2 separate regions of the Mus musculus genome follow, and region 2 is linked to region 1. The links are chromatin contacts, called in public Hi-C maps. All regions are on one chromosome and are shown on one strand. Each heading gives the region's core, a stretch centred on a gene start, on an enhancer-like site or on the middle of the called end of the contact. The rest is flanking DNA. Distances are from core to core; before and after follow the strand shown.

Region 1 (4,804 bases), core at 45-2,544:
ATCGGGAGAAGGTTTGTTGCAAGTTATCATCAGGAGAAGGTTTGTGCAGCACCTTCACCGTTTTGCTGGTGCTCTCCTGGGTGAGCAGGATGGAGTTATCCCCAGCCAAGGATCAGGCCAGGGCTTTATCCATGTGTACCACATGACAGAGTCATCGCTGTCACTCCGCTTCCCATAGATACAACACGTCCTTGACTATATATTATCCTTTATTACAAGTCAGGGGTCAGCACATTTTTGTTTTTCTTTCTGTTTTCCAGTGAACAGCCAAACAGCAAACACTTTGGGGGGTCTCTACAAACCACACAGGAAAAAGCACATTTTGTTCCTTGCCAGTTGCAACTGCCTTTGCCTTTCACTTTCCTGGGAGGAATTGTTCATCTGCTTCAATTGTTCAGCTCTGCCACTGCAGCCCATCCTTAGGCATAGATGATGTGTAAATAAACGAGCATGGCTGTGTTCTAATAAAACTTTATTTATAAAACAAAGCCATGGACCAGCTTTACTGAAAAGGCTGTAGTAAGCTGGCTCTTTGTATCTATGGCATATACATATATAAATTAATATTTTAATAGCCCATTACTTTGCTTATTATTACTAATTATTATAGTGTGTATGATGTGTGATTGGAGAATAGACACACATGTGTGGATGGCAGAGGACAGCTCTAAAGAGTCAGTGTCCTTTAGGTCCCAGGGGTCAAGCTCAAGTCATCAGGATTGTGTGGCAAGAGTTTATGTGCTGTGCCCTCTCACTGGCCCCTGTCATTATCTTAGAGCTGTTGGCATTGGCATTTATTTCTCACTGCATGACAGACAGATCGGACCAGTGTAGTGTAGAGTCATTCTATATGTAGATAATGGAGACTCATTGATATCTTCCTGATAGGATCAATCAGAAAGTGAGTGGAGACACAGACACAGCCTCTTAGATCCAATGTTTGCTGTTGTGTCAGTGTTTTCCAGAACACGTCTCTCTCCGTGTAGCTGGCAAGAAAAAAGACATTCTGGAGTCACATGTGTTTGAGAAACTCCACATGACCCGAGCTTAAGAAGGCCTTCTGTGTTTGTTATGAATCCCCAAGTAGGGATTAAAGTCTGATAAGTTTTCCAAACATTTTGGATGCCAGATCATTTTAAGGTTCTCATCAAAGAAGCTCTTAGAACCCATGCTTCTCACATTGGCTTCTGGAAAAACCTTCACTGAGCAAAACCACAAACTACAGAGAGGTCATTCAGGGAAGAAATACCAACCTGAAGCCCTGGATTAGACAGAGCACAGGTTCTGATCAGGCCTTGACCCAGTGAAGTGACAACTGACAGGACCTGTCACATCCTAGGCCCGAGTTCAGTCAAAGTCTCCGCACATAACTGCCTCTGCTGTTTTTCCTTCTAAGAGGAATTGCTAATCTGATTGGTGACCGTCCAAATGGAAGGTTGGCCTTTTTCTCTAATAACTTCTTCAGTGGAGGACATAGGCTCTGGCTGAGATGCAACACACAGTTTGGTTGAAGTTCATATTTCATGAAGAAACACTTCTTTTTATGATGTCAAGTGCAGGCTGTTTTATTTGAGTCAATCAAAGAACTTCTATCCCTGGAGAAACATTTTGGTAATGTTTTGAAGGCATTATGACTGGGAACCCAGAGATACCTGTGCCATAACTATGAACATTTCACCTCCCTACAGGATTTCGCAGTGAGGATGACCAGGAAATAGTACCATCATGCTCTTACCAATTAAAATCCACATTACTGGTGACACAAGTGTTATCAAACTCGAACAATGGCTTCTTTGACAAAACCAGATAGGAGTCCGCACACAGTTGAGGCCCACAGACTAAGTGAGGCCTTCACTTCACCCTTATCACCAAACCCATGGGTACAGCCCACAAACTCACGTCATGTGAGGATCTAGAGCCTAATACCATGGCTGACCCCCAAGGGATTCTGATTCAACTACTGAAGAAGTGTTGAACTTCTGTAGTTCCGTATCGTAAGTATAAAGACCTTCCTCCAGACCCACCACTGAGACCTGTGTAATGGTTCTGGACCAGGACAGAGGTGTGTTAATGGGGGTCGTGATGGAGAACTGTTTGGGTAGGAAGGAAGATTGCAAGTGAAGAGGAAAGGTGTCCCATCAGGCAGCTGGGGTAAATGGAGAAGTCAGTTGTGTAAGTTTCCATTGTGTTGCTATGACAAAGTGCCTGACAAAAGTGACATGAGTAAGGAAGGTTTACTCTGTCTCAACAGTGTAAGGTCACACTCAGTCACGGAGGAGAAGGCATGGTGGCAGGATCTTGTGGTAGCCGGTGGCACTGTGTCCACAATCAAGAAACAGAGAGAGAGAGATGGATGTTGCTGGTTCTCATTTCTCCCTTTTGTTTGGTCAGAGGCCCCATGGATAGTGCCATTCACACTCAGGGTGGGGCGTCCCTACTGTGTTAAAGTTTCCTGGAAAAAACTCTCACTGACACATCCAGAGGTGTGTTTCCATGGTGATACTAAATCCAGCTGAGTTGACAATGAAGAGTCACTAGCATGTCATAGGGGCCACTCACTTTCACTGGGAACTTGTGTTTCACAGAGGAAAATCGCAACCACACTCAGCTCTACCCCCTTATGATGCTGGAGATGGTGGAAACACGCATGATGACGGAGCTACTGAAACAGCATCCCAGACTGTGTTCTAACGTGTTCCCGCCTTGAACCCCGCTGCAACATTGAAATGTTATCTCGGTTTCATTCCCCTTCTGGCTCCTTTGAGCATCTACAAGCTCAGGGCAGGGATCTGGGTTCCCAACTCACACAATTACATCGAGGGCTTTTTCTGTTTCTCTTTTTCCTTCCTTCCTTCCTTCCTTCCTTCCTTCCTTCCTTCCTTCCTTCCTTCCTTCCTTCCTTCCTTCCTCTCTCTCTCTCTCTCTCTCTCTCTCTCTCTCTCTCTTTCTTTCTTTCCTTTTTTTTAAGCAACTAAGTCAAAAGGCATAGCAGACTTTGAAGGGATGGAATGACCCAAAAACACCCCTCCCTGGAGTTGAACAAGCCTAGTCTAATTAACATTGCTACAGGGAGGCACTTAATTTTCCTAACAAACACATACCTCGCAAGACACTAAGCAGTAAACAAGTTCTAATAAGTGATCAACAGGCAGGGTTTCCAGCAGTTGCTTTTGGACGGTCAGGGTCTTGGGCTGTATTTTTTTCCATTATTAAAGCAGGCGGGGAAGGGGTGTTGGTGCAGGGAGAAGCTGGAAATTACTGCCAGAGCAGATCAGTTCCACTAAAAATGCCCCAAACAGCACTCTCTTCCCCTGCCCTGGAAATTATGTGGCTCGCTCCACCCTTCTAAATTACACTGTCCTGATAGGCTTTATTTTCCAACTAAATATACAGAATGGAGATATTACCTGATAATGTGACCTGAGCTGCTTTTGGCCAGTCTCATGTTTTTTTCCAATAACAGCACAAGAGTCTGGATGATGGGGCCTTTAGAATCAACAGCCAGCATGGCTTTGTCCTGTGTGAAAAGCGCGTTGCCAGCTTCTTGTACCTCAGAACAGAGATGAGCCCCAGGGGCTGTGGCTATAGCCTGGATGTGATTTTGCACAAATCACAGCCAAAGAAGGGGCGTGTACATATATCACATTTGAATTTTGTCCAATGTGTCTCTCTCTCCCTTTGTGCCTTCATAAATAATCCAGAGCCTGCAACAGAGGAAAAGGAGGTGGTGAAATCACTTCCCAAGCTTAAAGTAATCATACCTGGGTGTGGAAACGGCAGCCAATGGCTTTGAACGCTGGTTATGATTTGGGACTGGGTGGACTTGCTGAAAAACCCACCTAGAGAAGAACCCTAACTGGTCCTTCCTGCCGAGATGAAAACATCCAATTCTGAAAGGAAGTCTCAAGAAAGGCAATCATTTGTCCCCAGCTGGTACAATCGTTTAATAAAATGCCTGCTGGGTTTCTAGAAGTAATATTTTGCTCTCTTCAGCAACAGTAAAAATTACCCAGACATGGAGGTGATGGTGGGGGTAACTCTGTATGTAATACCATACAGAACGTTCTCAACTTGAAGTGTAAGATGCACAGAGATAGTTATTTGTTCTATGAAGATGTGAGGGAAAAGTTTCAGAGACACATAGTAAACGGGAGAAGAAAAACAAAAACAAAAACAAACCAAAAAAAAAAAAAAAAACTGAATCCCAGCAGAAGGGCTAAGCCATTTTGCTATTGTAATAATTATTCTTCTAATGTTTTAATCAAAGGCAGCAGCCTGTCTCTCCCCTCATCTATATTCAAGCCACCACACTTTGTAGGTGTTAATCTCCACGCCTCCAGGCTGTTAGGAGGGAGAGGAAATTGGCAGTCCCTGAACTACAGAAGCCTGGAGGAGAACAGTACCTAGCATTGCCCTTAATTATCTCGATTATGCTAATACATGTTGTTTGTCTACAGCTAGGAGAGGACAGGAACAGGGAGGCAATCAGAAGCGTTGCTTTTTAGGAAGATTTGGCCAATGCAGGTTTAATAATTTAAAAAAAAATGTAAAGATGGATTTCGTATTTAGTAGAATGAAAGAACAAACTAAGACTCTGTCATGATAATCCCAGCTAGCATGTGCTTTCTTAATCGCTTGCCCAACATTAGTGAGCAAACAGATATGTCCAGTATATGCGAAAACATACGCATATTAGACACAATGGGCGGTACAGGCGGGGGCAAAGTATTTACTTTCCAGGAGCTCAATAAGTACATGAAAATTAAACTAGATAAGATGAAAAATTGGTGTCACATTTATTCAA
Region 2 (4,809 bases), core at 2,253-4,752, 580 kb after region 1:
ACAGTCCTCTCCACACAAAGGATGCAAGTGCTGTGCATGTTGCAAATGTCTCACTCACATGACTGCAATCTCCCCTTAGAATCCACTTTAATTCTTGCATACAATGTGTTTGCCGTTCAGCTTCTAGTTACCGCTCTTACTAAGAAGGTCCTACGTGTTAGCATGTGGAGCCTTGGGGAGAAGCTGTATGAGCTGTTATACGCATGTCTCAGTCTGTACTTAGTACTCCGGCACTTGCTGTAACTGTTCACAGGCCCTTTCATTACGTCTGCCTGAGCACTTTCTACCTCCAACGACATGACTCATTATCAAGTCTTATTTCCATTCCTTTGTTCTACATTAGAGGATGTACTAACTGATGCAGAATTATGTGCGGCAGTAATCACAGGGGTCATGGCCTTCTCTTAAAGGTATACTTCAAAAAAAAAATGTATAAACTATTGAATGTCTGATGAACTTCAGAAGCACTGCCCAGGCCTACAGGACAGATAACACAGAAACCCACCCCACCACCATCCACATTTTAGGACTTTACCCTCTCCTCTATCATGCTGAGGACCACGATGGAGCCTCTACCAACCCAACCCAACAGGGCACTCACTTCACAGGACCCAGAGGTTTGGTGGCCTTCCTGACACCTGGCCTCCCTTAGTCACATAAACACTGGGACAATGAAGGGACTCCAAAACATCTCACTGCCCTTAAACATGCAGGATTCTAAAAGACCTGATTAGAATCCACACCATTCAAACTACCCACCGCTGATTACCAAGGTGGCATATTTCAAAATTTTCCTTACTTAATACTGAAATGATGACAAATGATGAAGCCCAGAAGAGAAAATTTTAAAGTTTCTAAGAATTTGCTCAATGCAATATCGACCATCTTTACTCTTGGGATTTGCTAATTAGTGTTTTAAATTTTTACTTGATGATCCTATGTTATTAAAGGCAGTAAAAATGAATATTATAAGAGTAACTTAGTTTCAGCTATGAATGACTAAAATACTATAAATATACTGACACAAATCATGATCTCATTTAAAGAAAAACAGGTCTTTTTCCTAACTATTACAAAATATTGACAGGCACTTCAAGAAAGCACTAAATTAAACTTTCTATCCCTCTTCACTTGACCCCTCTTACAGGCACGGTATCTCAGCCTGAACACACAGAGAGAGGCTGGCTGAACACACAGAGGCTGGCTGAACACACAGAGGCTGGCTGGGACAAAGGACACACTCGCTTTTGACTTCTAGAACAGCCAGTTAAAGAAGGCCTGGTCACCACTTCCATTTGGGTTTTTTCCCCCGAAACAATTTCTATGTGATTCCATCAGTATCTTTCTGAATGTAGTGGCCTTGAGAAGAGCATCCTAGAACAAGAAAACCCCAGCCATCCTAACATGAATACACTCAGTAGCTCACAGCCATGGACACAGAAGGCAAACTGTGAAGGTGGCAGTGAAACCAGAATTTACAACCTTAACTTCCCTCTGACACAATGCGAGGGCAGCAGACAGCAGCAAGCCTTCTCCCTGGAAAAGGTTTTCATTGCTTCTCCCTCACTCTCCATGCTGAAGTCAGACCTAGACGCTTACGTTTCATCTTCAGAACAGAAGCAGCATTGTTCTCAGCTGTCACTTGTTTTTACAATTGTGCAAGATACTGTTTTCTAACATTTAACTTAAAATTAATTTAACTCCCATATAACTGGTTCTCCCTATAGTATAAACTCCATTCCTGGCATCCATATTCTTTTCAAATTTCTAGTTTCTAAGCCATGGTTATGATGCTTGTATGAGACAGTGTAATCTCAGGAGTGACATACACACTCTCCTTACAGAATCCTTCACAGCCGTGGCCACTGTAGGTGTTAAGAGTACCAAATATGTACAAGTCCCAATTTTGTTTCAATGCATTGTACAACATCAGAGCCATGAACTTCTCCTGTGCATTTTACTATTACTTCACCAGAGACCACAAAGGATAAACAGAATGAGGGAACTTCCTCAAATGCCAATCAACTATGGTATTTCTTAGTCTGACTATAGGTAAGGGCAAAAAGGTCTGCTTGCAAACACTTTTAAAACCAACTCTAACATTCTGGGCCTGGTAAATAAGAGAGAGAGAAATGAAATGTGCACCTTACTGCAGCAGCATTTACACCTTGTAGGAGAGACATCAAGTCAGCCCCCAATAAACAGACTCTGTTCCTTTCTTACAGAGCTGTAAATCTGTTGAGAGCAACAATGGACTGCATCCAAAAGAAAGAAAATCACACTGCGTCTCCTGGCCTCTTTCACATGCAGGTGGTTCTCTCATTGAGGGTCCAGACAAGAGAGACAAATACTGGTATTGAGTAGAACTTTCTAGAAAGCACCTTTGAAAAAGAGGTACTTTCACCTGGCATAGTCCTCTTTTACTTCCTACTTTTGGGCAAACAGGTGTTGTAGCTGGGAAGCATAACTGTTTGACACCATAAGGAAAGAGCCACTGATAATACAAACACCTCAGCCTCTCAGATCCCACAACCGGTAAACCCAACTAACAACTTGGTAACTGTGGAGTTGGCACTATATCAGGAAACTAAATCCCCCTACCTTATTTAAGCCTCTATTTATTAGGTTTTATATGACATTTTCTGAAGTTAAGTGCAAAGTAATACAATCTAATAAGAAAGAGATACAGAAAAGGTTCTTAGAAAATCCACAGAGGAAGACATTTGTATGATGGAGGCAGAGGGCAGAGGGGATCAGGAAAATAAATGTCCAGAGAAGCAAATATACAAGTCAGTCCATTCATTTGTTCAAGGATCACCTTCCTCCACTGTATGAGCCACTGACACTGAGGGCTGAGGGGACACAGGCAAGAAGAATCTTATAACAGAGTTACCATAAGGGGAGGACACCCAACCAGCACTGGACTGTGCCTACCCCTTCTTTCTACTACTCATCATGAAGTTACAAAGGAAAATGAACTCTGAGGAGGATTCATATCATGGCTATTACCTCAAAATCCTAAAGTATTCACCAGCCAAAAGCTGGGCTACATATTGCCTGAAGATTGTATTTTTCCTCCACTGCCACTCTAACCAATTTTCCCAAACCTCAAAAAAGTCAGTGTACTATCTAGGCAACTAACTTCATTAGTGTGCTCCAAAGAATACCCAAAAGTATAAATATTCCATATTTGGATAGCATGTGCTAAGTGGAAATGTGGTTTGTTTGTTTGTTTGTTTTCTTTTTCTATCTATTATCAGCTATTAACAACTCTATGGAAAAATTAAGAAATATCAGGTTTGTCATACTTGCAGAATAAAATAGGGAGAAAGTCTTTTCTGGGCTGTTTATAAACACACAAGATTTAGGAGAATGTCATTCAAACCAAAACAACAGGAAATCACTCTCGCTCAAAGATCGGGCTTAGATCACGGTGAGTTCCTCTCCAATCCTGCTAAAGCAAGTTTCTGCATGCCTTCCGGAGCCTCCGCCTACAGAGCTGTTAGGCCAGCGGCCAACACATATATTTAATTATGTAAGTATTCAGTGCTGTCAGCCAGCTGCTGCCGCTCTTAATACACTGACCTCTTTCACTCCTCCTCTTGCAGAAACCGGCAAAAACAAAGCAACAGTTGATGCGGCAGTAATCATGAAATATGCAAAATACTATTCTCCAAAAAAGGTTTCAGATAACTACACAATTCAGCTTTGCATTTTTAAAGTGATTTGCTCCCTCTCAAGTGCTTTTCTGTTCCTTCTTTGCAAATGCAATAACTGATCTAACTGGAAGTTCCTTTTTGTTTCTATACCTTAAAAAAGTCAACCATGAATTCAAGTATATTTTCTACTTTCTTGTCACCAAATTTCTCACTGGAACACACACGAGGCAATTGCCTTCCATCATTCCATCCATGTCTGTTCTGTGCTTACAGGACAAGCAACGGAACACATGGCCTATATGCCCATCACTCTCAGTCCTCGTTTTCAAAAGAAAAAAAAAAAAGTAAGTTTCATTTGATGTCCCTAGAAAGTCCATTCTGCCAGTAGTACCCTCAATTCCAAAGTAGCTCCAAGGGCTGGGCAGGTAGCAAAGCCCCCAGAACAGCAGAGAGCAGACTAAACAGAACTGAGACACATAAATAAATGCAAACAAAACAAGTCCACACATGGGGGATGATAACCAGAGCTAACCGTGAACAACTCACCAGAAAAGTGGGACTTCATCAGCTCAGGTTAGCAGCACGTGTGCTACAGAGCTGAGGCACCTCACTGACAGTCTCTCTTTCCTCACAGAGCTGTGTCACCCCTCACTCTAGACCCTAAGGTACCAGGTTAACTTTCCCAAACAATTCCTTCCTGTCTTCTGTTGGCAGAGATCTGGTGGCTTTTTCTCACTCACAGAAACTATAAACAAGTTGATGTTCAAATGTAAGCCAGTGCTGTGGTGTTAATAGCAGACAACACGGGAGTGACAATAGCTTTGACTGGGACACTGACAGTGAGCTGAGAGACAGTGTCAGCAGGAGCATGAAAACTGAACTGAGGCAAATTAAACAAACATGCACACAGTGAGAAATAATCATGGTGTCTCAGACTCAGGCAAAAGACCATCGGTCCTTCCCTGTGACTCAAAATGACCCAGAAGTACAATCCAGAAAGTACCCTAGCTGGTTTAGTTGGGTAGAGAAAAAGGTCCTGACATTCACAGCCCAGAGCTACCAGCATGGCCAGGGGACTCCAAGGCACAAGGACTCATAATGTTGTCATAACATCCCTCAGGAAAGAAACTGGAGACCAACTGTGACCAAA

The links. Hi-C and Micro-C count contacts between places; a contact is called where the count stands out from the background.
Region 2: a contact with region 1 is called in a Hi-C map of uterus, with 4 times the contacts expected there. The contact joins two enhancer-like sites. A contact is called at or near these places in 1 of 484 Hi-C or Micro-C datasets (uterus) and 2 of 115 datasets of contacts at active chromatin or transcription factors (bone marrow-derived macrophages and embryonic stem cells).

The regions. Positions count from the first base shown.
Region 1 is chr13:29,191,552-29,196,355 of GRCm38.p6, forward strand. It overlaps a transcript of Cdkal1 not described here. Among named protein-coding and RNA genes, the nearest start is that of A330102I10Rik, 180 kb to the left of the region's middle. Within about 2 kb of position 1,295, at least 3 of the 459 cell types and tissues checked have an H3K27ac peak or open chromatin away from gene starts, as enhancers often do. A contact at or near this core is called in uterus, where this site is marked.
Region 2 is chr13:29,766,314-29,771,122 of GRCm38.p6, forward strand. All of the region lies in intron 5 of Cdkal1 (CDK5 regulatory subunit associated protein 1-like 1), which reads right to left. Among named protein-coding and RNA genes, the nearest start is that of Cdkal1, 87 kb to the right of the region's middle. Within about 2 kb of position 3,503, at least 115 of the 459 cell types and tissues checked have an H3K27ac peak or open chromatin away from gene starts, as enhancers often do. A contact at or near this core is called in uterus, where this site is marked.